2 separate regions of the Mus musculus genome follow, and region 1 is linked to region 2. The links are chromatin contacts, called in public promoter capture Hi-C maps. All regions are on one chromosome and are shown on one strand. The core of a region is the stretch at or near the end of the contact, and the rest is flanking DNA. Distances in the headings are between cores, read along the strand shown. Region 1 holds the start of Mtarc1 (mitochondrial amidoxime reducing component 1). Region 2 overlaps Gm34177 (a long non-coding RNA gene).

What was found. Promoter capture Hi-C pulls out the DNA fragments that hold promoters and counts their contacts.
Region 1: a promoter capture Hi-C map of the HPC-7 cell line shows a contact between it and region 2, with 5 times the contacts expected there. The contact joins the promoter of Mtarc1 here to the enhancer-like site in region 2. A contact is called at or near these places in 6 of 39 promoter capture datasets (the 3T3-L1 cell line, the HPC-7 cell line, HPC-7-derived erythroid cells and 3 more), 1 of 115 datasets of contacts at active chromatin or transcription factors (pancreatic cancer cells) and 1 of 9 other capture datasets (liver).

The regions. Positions count from the first base shown.
Region 1 is chr1:184,809,659-184,814,669 of GRCm38.p6, reverse strand. Mtarc1 (mitochondrial amidoxime reducing component 1) reads left to right here and starts at 3,370. Exons shown (of 7, transcript NM_001290273.1): 1 at 3,370-3,824. The coding sequence starts at 3,541. Mtarc2 (mitochondrial amidoxime reducing component 2) reads left to right here. Exons shown (of 8, transcript NM_133684.4): 8 at 787-1,604.
Region 2 is chr1:184,319,418-184,323,855 of GRCm38.p6, reverse strand. The region is part of intron 2 of Gm34177 (a long non-coding RNA gene); the gene reads left to right. Among named protein-coding and RNA genes, the nearest start is that of Gm34177, 7.8 kb to the left of the region's middle. Within about 2 kb of position 2,860, at least 9 of the 459 cell types and tissues checked have an H3K27ac peak or open chromatin away from gene starts, as enhancers often do. A contact at or near this core is called in the HPC-7 cell line, where this site is marked.

The DNA.
Region 1 (5,011 bases), core at 2,121-4,620, 490 kb before region 2:
TGCTCACCAGCATCCTGCTGTGCTCACTCCTGCTGTGCTCACCAGCATCCTGCTGTGCTCACTCCTGCTGTGCTCACCAGCATCCTGCTGTGCTCACTCCTGCTGTGCTCACCAGCATCCTGCTGTGCTCACTCCTGCTGTGCTCACCAGCATCCTGCTGTGCTCACTCCTGCTGTGCTCACTCCTGCTGTGCTCACCAGCATCCTGCTGTGCTCACTCCTGCTGTGCTCACCAGCATCCTGCTGTGCTCACTCTTGCTGTGCTCACCAGCATCCTGCTGTGCTCACTCTTGTTGTGCTCACCAGCATCCTGCTGTACTCACCAGCATCCTGCTGTGCTCACTCTTGCTGTACTCACCAGCATCCTGCTGTACTCACCAGCATCCTGCTGTACTCACCAGCATCCTGCTGTGCTCACTCCTGCTGTGCTCACTCCTGCTGTGCTCACCAGCATCCTGCTGTGCTCACCAGCATCCCGCTGTGCTCACCAAGGTGTGAGGAAATAACCTCTCAGGGGTCACATTACTTCTCATACCTCTACATGTGAGCCTTTGTGGGCACAAAGTGTAGTGTGGTCAACAGCCAACAGTATCGAGTAAGACGTCTCCTTAGGGCTCTGATAGGAGTCGATTTTTCACAAGCGACCATTTCTGTGGTGGGAACTTTGGCAGCTAATCATTTACGTTCCTCAAATTTTAACTTCAATCAGTGACTATTTTGCTCAAGTTTGAATTATTTATGACTGAAGGTCTGAGTAGCAAAGTAATAGAGAATCTTATTTGTTCAGCTTCCAGGTCCGAGGAGACATATCTGCGAGTCCTCATGGCCATCTTCCTGGAACCGGATCTCTATTTTTCTTTCGGAGCTGTGTACGCCTTGACTTAATTCAAGAAAAGTGCCAGAGGTGGTTTAGGAATGTGAGGCTGTATAAATTTTAGATAATGAGGTTTTTAGAAAAATAAATGGAATTTGTCTGCAATTATTCTGAATGCTACACCCGCTATTACGTTTTTCTCATTCCTGCCTCTACGATTGCTGAAGTTTAAAGACACAGCTCGAAAGCTGCCACTTTTAAAAAATGTTTATACTTTTCAGTAGGTCTGTCGCTTGAGAAAGGTAAGAAAAGGAGCCCTCTTGCCCTGAATGTGCAGGGAATGTGCACATATCTGATGTGCTCGCATGCTCACGAAAGCCTGTTGGCCGGTCTTGGCCTGGCTGTTGAGCCCTGCTGAGTTTGGTTTCATTATTGTTTACCTTGCTGTTATAGAAGTATGCTTACATACAGAAATGACTTCAGAGGTCATGGGGTTATTTTGTTCATAGACTGTGGCTTTACATTTCATTCTGTTCCTATCAAGACAGGTAGAACTTATCTATAATTGTGAATTCTTCCAATTCTACAAGAGAGTGGACCTTAAAGGAATGGAATCTTCCTTCGGAAGAAGGAACAAGGAGAAACCATGAACTCAGTCTTAAAGGCTCACGGTAGCACAGGATGATGCACTAGCTTGCAGTAACAGTACAAACACTAAGTTAACATGGAGCCGAGTTAGCTCTCTTACAGCTGTGTGGTTCCATTGTCATTAATAAGTGCGAGTCTCTCCTACTTCCTCTGTGACTTTTGCTTCTTACTCATTTTACAAGATCACCACGTGTCTTCCCTGGGTTCTAAGCCTTAATTGGTCACTGGTGTGTACAGGGCACTTCTCAACCTGTGGGTCACGATCCTTCCACAGGGGCCACATATCAGATATCCTGCCTATCAGGTATTTACGATACGATTCCTAACAGTAGCACTATTACAGGTATGAAGTAGCAGTGAAAAGAATTTTATGGTTGGGGGTCGCCACCACATGAGGAGCCGTATTAGGAAGGTTGAGAACGGCTGGTCTAAGGCATATAGCTGATGATGTCAAAAGACATATCATCCATGGGGGACAGCTGTTGCTCCTTCCGTCTTCTCCTTCGCTGGGTCCTGGGCCCTTGGCTTCCAGCAGGCTGTGAGGTAAATGTGGGATATGAAGCTGTATCCTGAGTCAATTTTACCTGACAAGCCAAGGGAAGGAAGCAGATGGTCAGGAAGGGGCCAGCCCTCAGGAGACTTCCTTCCTCCCCAGCTAGGCTACACCTCATCATTTACTTCAGCCTCCCCAGATAGCGCCACCAGCCGGGGGGACATGCAAGCTAGAGGGTGACATTTCATGCCCAAACCCAGGGAAGTGAGTCGCCCAGCTAGCTGAGGCCAGTGTGTGCTAGCGTTCTGCTTGCTTCTCCCACTCTCCACACAGTGGCCTCTCTACAGGGCACCTCTACAGGGCGTCCAACTCAGCCGGCAGCACATTGCCTGGCCTCGGCTGGCCTCCATGATACCTCATTCTTGCATTTCCACGTGAACATCGAGTTTTGGGGACTGCCCCCTCTGCTTTAGGATGCTGCCCATCAGCAGAACTATTCTGGTCAAAGTGTGATCCTACCCATCAGACCCTCCCGTGTTTCAGGCGGTCTGAGGCTTTGTCAGAACTCTGTGGAATCTCCCTCTGGGAGGCAGGCTCTCCCTCCGATTGATTGATGGCTCCCAGCCATCTCCTTCTCTCACCTTGAGACTTGGGATGGGGTGAAGTCGGGGGAGTCCCAGTTTCTTGGTCCACTGTTTCAAGAGTCTGTTGGCTAGAGGGAAGGGCACAAGCTTCTCTTCAGAGAAATCTTTATTCCTGCAGCCAGGTTCATCCCCGCACTGCCCCTTGGCTGTAAAATCCCCAGCCCTTGTTTCAGTACAAAGTCCAGTCTCTCTGCCTTAACTTAGTAGAGAAAATGCTCTGGTTAGAACAGTCTTGAATAAATATGACATTTTAGCAGCTTGACACACCAAACAGGTGCCTAAGGCGCCCAAGGTACCTTGATGGTCTTGTCTTTGTTGTTCAAGATGCGGTAGCCTTCGGAAGAGATACCTGGCAGTGCAAGTCCACATTAGGACGCAGGGAAAAGAGGGGCGTGTGGGTGGGGGGTGCGGGGGGCGGGTGTCTACGAATAGCTGCAGCCCAGGATTGGCCCTGTAGATCCTCAAGGCTGGTCAGATCTTTTCCCTTCATATCCCAGCTGGTTGGAAGCACCCTGGCTGCTGCCAAACTGCTCCCCACAGACCCCAGAGGGGCGGCTGCCCGCAGCCTGGTTTCTAATTTCAAAATCACGCCACGTTCTGCAAACGTTGTGTGTTTTAGGTCAAATAAACAACTCTGCAAACATGTAAATAAGCTGCTCTGCACTGATTGATCCTGGGAGAGGGTCAGCGAGGGAGGGAAGGGGAGGGAGGGAGGGAGGGACCGAAGGGGGGGAAGGCAGCGGAAAGTAGGGGCAGGCGGTGAGATTCCACAGCTGAGCCACCACCTCCCGCCCAGGCCGAATGAAGATGCACAATTTGGATTGGAGGGGAAGGGTCAGGAGCTGCTGACCTTTGGGCTCAGGCCCAGGCCGCTGGCCACAGTAGCTCTTGGTCCAGTCGGCGCCGGAGGTGTATCAAGCGCTCATCCCGCCCTCTCCAGTCATGGGTGCGGGGTCCTGGGCGCTGACCCTCTTCGGCTTCTCCGCGTTTCGGGTCCCGGGCCAGCCGCGGTCCACCTGGCTCGGCGTCGCCGCGCTGGGACTGGCCGCGGTGGCCCTGGGGACAGTGGCCTGGCGTCGTGCGCGTCCCCGGCGACGCCGGCGGCTACAGCAAGTGGGAACGGTGGCACAGCTCTGGATCTACCCAATCAAGTCCTGCAAGGGGTTGTCGGTGAGCGAGGCAGAGTGCACTGCCATGGGGCTGCGCTATGGCCACCTGCGCGACAGGTACGCTGAGCACCGAGCATCACCACGCTGACCTAGGCTGTGTGGGTGTGGGGAGGTCAGCGGGGTCCGCTCGCCGGTCCCTTCTTACTCAGACTAGAGACCGGAGGCTGGGAAAGGGGTGGTGAGAAACGGAAAAAATGAACTTCACCCTCCGCCAGCCAACTCGGGGGACCTGGAACTCTGAAGTTCCCGGGTTTCACGCTTCCTGGAGTTGGACATCTCTCTATCCATCCTCTCGTGGCTATTTCAAATCTTGTGGTGTTAGACGAGGCATTTCTCACGCCGGCCAATCCGCAAGAAGAAACTTCAATCTCCCTCCACCCAGGGACCCTGAAGGGACTGGTCCTTGGTTACTTTACTCTCAGTGATAGTCTTAAATTTAGAAAAACTAAGACAATAGATCCTGGATCCTAGGCACGGCTCATCCCTGTTAGTGCAGTAGTTGAGCATGCATGACAGCTTAAGAAAATAAGCTGTGAGTGTTATTTCCCCAAGGCTCTTGTCAGATAAAGGTTCTGCACTGGGTGGGGGGGGGGGCAACCTGGGATTTGTAAACAGCGACTAAGAGTCCAGCTGAGGAGTGACCCCTGTCGCCGGGACTTCAGCGAAGGTTCAGCAGCTCTGCTCTCTTCAGGTCTGGTCTCCCACCAGCTCTGGGCATCACTGGAAGGCTGCGTATCAGGATCCTCAGGCCTCTCCTTCAGCAGAGGACACAGGCTAACAGAGGCTGCGACCTCCCCGTCTCAGCTCTCTAAAGCTAACACAAGCCATTCGCCTCAGATCAGGCCGGTCCAGTGGACATGCTGACCGACTGGTTCAGGAAGAAGAAATGGAGATTTTTGCTCCAAAGCCCTTCTTGTCTCATAGCTGATTTACGGGTGGCTTTTACATAAGGTTGATGGGCAGTTACAGATGAGTGGGTTCCTCGGTTCAGTGTGGACCTTGTAATGTGAGACTGCTCTCCGCCCGCCCCAACCCCCCCCCTCTCCCCATCACCTGTGTTTTGCAATTCTTCATATCTCAAGAACCAAAGATCATTAGAGGCTGACTCTCCTTCACTAGAAAATACACCAATGGTCCTTTCACTGAGACACAGCAGTTCTGGACAAAGTTCAAAGGTCAGCTGCTCACCTCTGCTCCAGGCAGTCAGGAACCCTAACTATTCCCTGTTTTGAGCAGTGGGATCC
Region 2 (4,438 bases), core at 1,611-4,110:
ATTATTAATGTTTTCACATACAAATACCATAACTCAACAAGATTGGCTTACCAAAGGCCACACGGTTACTAACTCAGGTGGGAGTTGAGTCCAGGACCTTTGACTTAGAGTATATGTGGATTTTCCTGTGTCATAACTGTGTCTGAGGTCTGGGGTCTACACTGCTAGGGAGGTATGTGTGAGCTGTTGGTGTCTCAGATGTGCTTGATAGGTATTGGGCTGGGCTGGATCTGGGTAAGAGTGGAGTACTCCACTGTGGGGCCAAGCAGGGATGAAACACTGAAGGAGAAGCAGAAGTTCATGGGTCCTGAGAAAAATGTCATAGTCTTCAAAACAACTGGGGCTAGATCCATATCAAAGACGGAAGAGTCAGGTAATGAATCAATGGAACAGAGTAGAAGCAGTAGGTGAGGTCCGGGAGATTGTGGGTCAGGATAGGTGCCAGGAAGCAACTTGGTTATCTGGTCATAATTATAGTCTCTGCTTTAAAGGGATTAGATAAACAATGATGGTCTGAGATTATGTGCATGCATTATGGGTTGGTGTGAGCCTGGCTTTATAACTTAGAAAATGAGTTGGTAGGGTTGGATTGGAACAGCTGTACCTCCATGGGTCTTCCAAAGTCCATGAGGAGTTATGATTGCCATCTTCCAGTCAATAAATGGTGTGTTCACCACAGTTAACTCTTGTCTCCATGTTTTCCTTTGTGGAATTCTTGAATTTGCTGGTGGTTCTCTGTATACGGTTCCCACTCAGGCCTGGCACACATCCGGCCTTATACCTGATAGACCAGGGTTTCTAACAAAAAGAATGCTGCTTTCCTCCTGCCATCGAGCCTTGTAAGGGCCAGATGATTCTGCAGGACAGATTCATCCTGGCTCCCTTACCTGGACAGGTGAGAGTGTGACGACAAGAGGGCTCAGCAGGTAAAAACACTTGCCATATAAGCCTACAGGGATGTGAGTTTGATCCCTGGAACCCATGGTAGAATTAGAGAACCAACTCTTGGAAAACTGTCCACTGGTTTCCACACACATCGTATCATAACATGCACACACCTACACACATACTCAGAAAGTTTTTTCTTCTTTTTAAAGAATATAAACTTTGAGGTGCCTTTAGGAAGATTGCCCTGCCTTGCCATTTTGGGGTAGTAGAAGATAATAATACCTCTGGCCTTGGAATATTGTCAGTGAGCTGTAGTAGGACTCAAGGCATTTGAGTTGACCTGTTCTCCAGTAGAAGTTTCCAGCATTCTCTAAGAAAGACTGACCTTGCCTTGATTGCATAAACACATGGCTTTCCCAGATTCACCATGGACTTATTTATACATCATGTATTAAATACTTGCTGAGTTCCAAGGTTGGGTCTAGGAGAAACAGGACTTAGAAGATGGGCTAAGGCTTTCTTTTTTGGTTTGCAGTGTGCAGAATTCTCTCTGCCACTACAGAACCTACCTCTACTATAGTGAAAATCTGTTTGCCTGACTAGTTATTTGATCATTACCACCTGGGCTGTGACTCACACACGGTTTCAGTGAATGCCACTGTACTGGGGAGAGGTGATTTCTACTCCTACAGTATTTTCTATAGAACATGTGTAAAAACAAACATACAAGTAAAAACAAATGACCTATGAACTTGAAGACAGATACAACTCATATTGCCTTTGGTATTATGTCAGTCAGATTCTCACCAGTAAATTGAGATACCCAAGATAAGCTTCTTATGATGGTGAGTGATCCAAATTCCAAGATCAGTAGGGAGTTAGAAGAAAGCCGATTTATTTAACCTTCAAACAGCACATAGATAGATGGTCATAGTAGAGAGTGCATCAGAGTAGAGAGTGCATATTTACACCTTGATCCAGGAAGCGAAAAGAAGATAGATGGGGTCCCATGGGCTCTTTGGAGAGGCTTATTGTTTTGGGAAAGTATTCCAATTTGTCTTATGAGAGTTTAGGAGCTCTTAAGGCCAAGAGCTTAGTAAGAACACTATCGTGGTGACATAGGACATTGGCCTGTCAGGTCCCTAAACCAACTGAGGAGGCATGTACCTCAGGCACAACAGAGTACCCACCCTTCCTTGATACTCCTGAGCATTATCACTGCATCCTGACTGGCGTTGTCTGAGGAAAAGCCCACAAACACTTTGGAGCTTTCATCTGTCTTCGTCTGCTATTTGATTTCATAGTAAACCTTTCAATATGAATTATTTTTGGTTATTAAACCTCTGGTCGATTCCATAATCCCTTCCAAGCCTTTCTTTCTAGATTCCTCTGCTAAAGCTTCACATCACGGGGAGGATGAACTCTTAGTTTTTCTTGAGAATGGATGGATACTCACTAGATTTTGTTTTTCAAGTTCTTTCTTATTCCATATTCTAGCCAAGTTTTATTACAGTCTTGAAAAATAGATAAGTAAAAATTACCACATAAGGCTCTCACAGTTAGAAATCCTCATGCCAAAAATCCAGTGTCTCCAAGTCTGCACTTCTTCTTCAGATTTAGAAATGAGTCAATTAATATTTCAAAGCGTGTACCAAGAACACAGGTGTGAGGCTGCTTCTCGCCTTAACACAGATCCTTAGCAAGTCTATGCAGCTCCATTGTCTCCTACTGACTGCCCTGGAAGAGGCTGGGAATGAGATTTTTGGGTTGTTGCTCACCAGCACAAGACATGACACTTCAAACACTGAGTTCTGAGAGAGAGGCAAAGGACATAGGCTGGGCACTGGGAATGGCTGAGGAGGCTGTGGCAATAGCAGATCCATCTGGACCCTGGGCTTTGAAGGATTCCAGATCCCTGACCTATTCAGAAAGGTGCTTGAGACAAAGCAAGTGCTCTCTATGCCCTGAGTATTGACTGGAGTCAATACACTCCAGTCAACACTCAGGGCATAAGCAGCTGGTGAACTGTACATGGCCTTGGGCCTCGCTGCGAGCTCTGGTTTCAACTTCAACTATGGGAGTTTACAAGCTTGCTTCAGAGGTTTAGAAGTGGAGGAATGGGATTCCTATGGCCAGACTGTAGCAAGATGAAGGGAATACAGCCATAGAGTGAGAAAGATCTAGATAAGATAGCATGCATGTCACAAGATCAAACTGTCATCAGAAGCACACAGCTGGTAATTTCTCAGTGTGTTGGTTAGGAGGTCAAAGGAAGTGACACTTTTTCTAAGCACTTCTGCCTCCAGCATACTGCTCAGCTCTGTTACCACCAACTAGGAGGGAGTTTTACACCAGGCATGCTGGTCTGTGCTCATCTTATTGGTGGGATTATTTGATCAAGGAACACATGGTGTTCATTACATGCACTCGAATTGACTGAGGAATGAACAATTGGGCTGATTTCCTATTCTTGGTTCCTGCAGTTGCCGGAGATGAGAACAGAATTACCTGGCAGGGCTTTGAGTTCTGCTTTTCTTGACCTGGAAAACGGTGATGATGGTGGTCATTTTTTCAGTCAAGAGACAAGCGGCACCTGAAAGCGCCCATGGCATAATGTAAACAATATAAAGAATACAGGATTTGTAACTCAGAAGGCACTGGCTGGAGTTAAGTTTGTGGCACTTGTTAACTGTGCACCTATGCCACAACGGTTTAATCTCCCTACGTTTTAATTTCCTCAAGTCTTAAATGGGGATCATGGTACTGGCCAGTCAGGCTTGTTATGGGCATAGGATGTGATAAAGTCTATAGAAGCGATGTGCACATTTGACAAAGGTTTGAGCCCCATTCAGTCTTGTTCAGGAACACTGCTGGGGACTGAGGCTAAGCTCGCCAACAACACACTGCCTGCTCTCGGGGAACAGGAAGTAGCTGGAGGACCTAGGTGTAAATAAATGGTTGATAATGCTTAGGGCCCCATTAAATATTGTATTTCCTAACATCTGGTGCATCGTAACAGACATGAGTTTAAGATCAACAGACAACAGTATTTATGATGATTTCAGAGGCGAAGAGTAGGTGTATATTGCTGCTTTATCTCTCACACAGCTTGAATAAAAATTATTTCAGCATTTTAATGCACAAAATACTACACATTAAAGAGAATGTAGTGATCTTCCTTAGGAACTTCAATTTTTTTTTCCTAAAAATTAAAGCCCAGTGCTACAAACAAAGCCATTTCAGTTTCACAGAGACTTCTTTGAGACGCCCTGTACCTGGGGCAAGGCAGTGAGCGGCGTTCCATCTCCTAGGCAACATCAACACACGGCAAGGCTAACTTGGAGGTGCTTTCAAGGGAGTTCAATGTCAAATGAGAGTCAGGACATAGGAAAAAGGGAAAGAGAGCTCAGAGAAGTAAGGGTGATGCTAAGGAGGATGGCGTAGACATGGGGTTTCTAGAGCAGGGTGAAGAGACACCATGATCGAGGCAGTTTATGAAGGAAGCATTTACTGGGGACCTGCTTACAGTTTCAGACACGAGTCTGTGAGC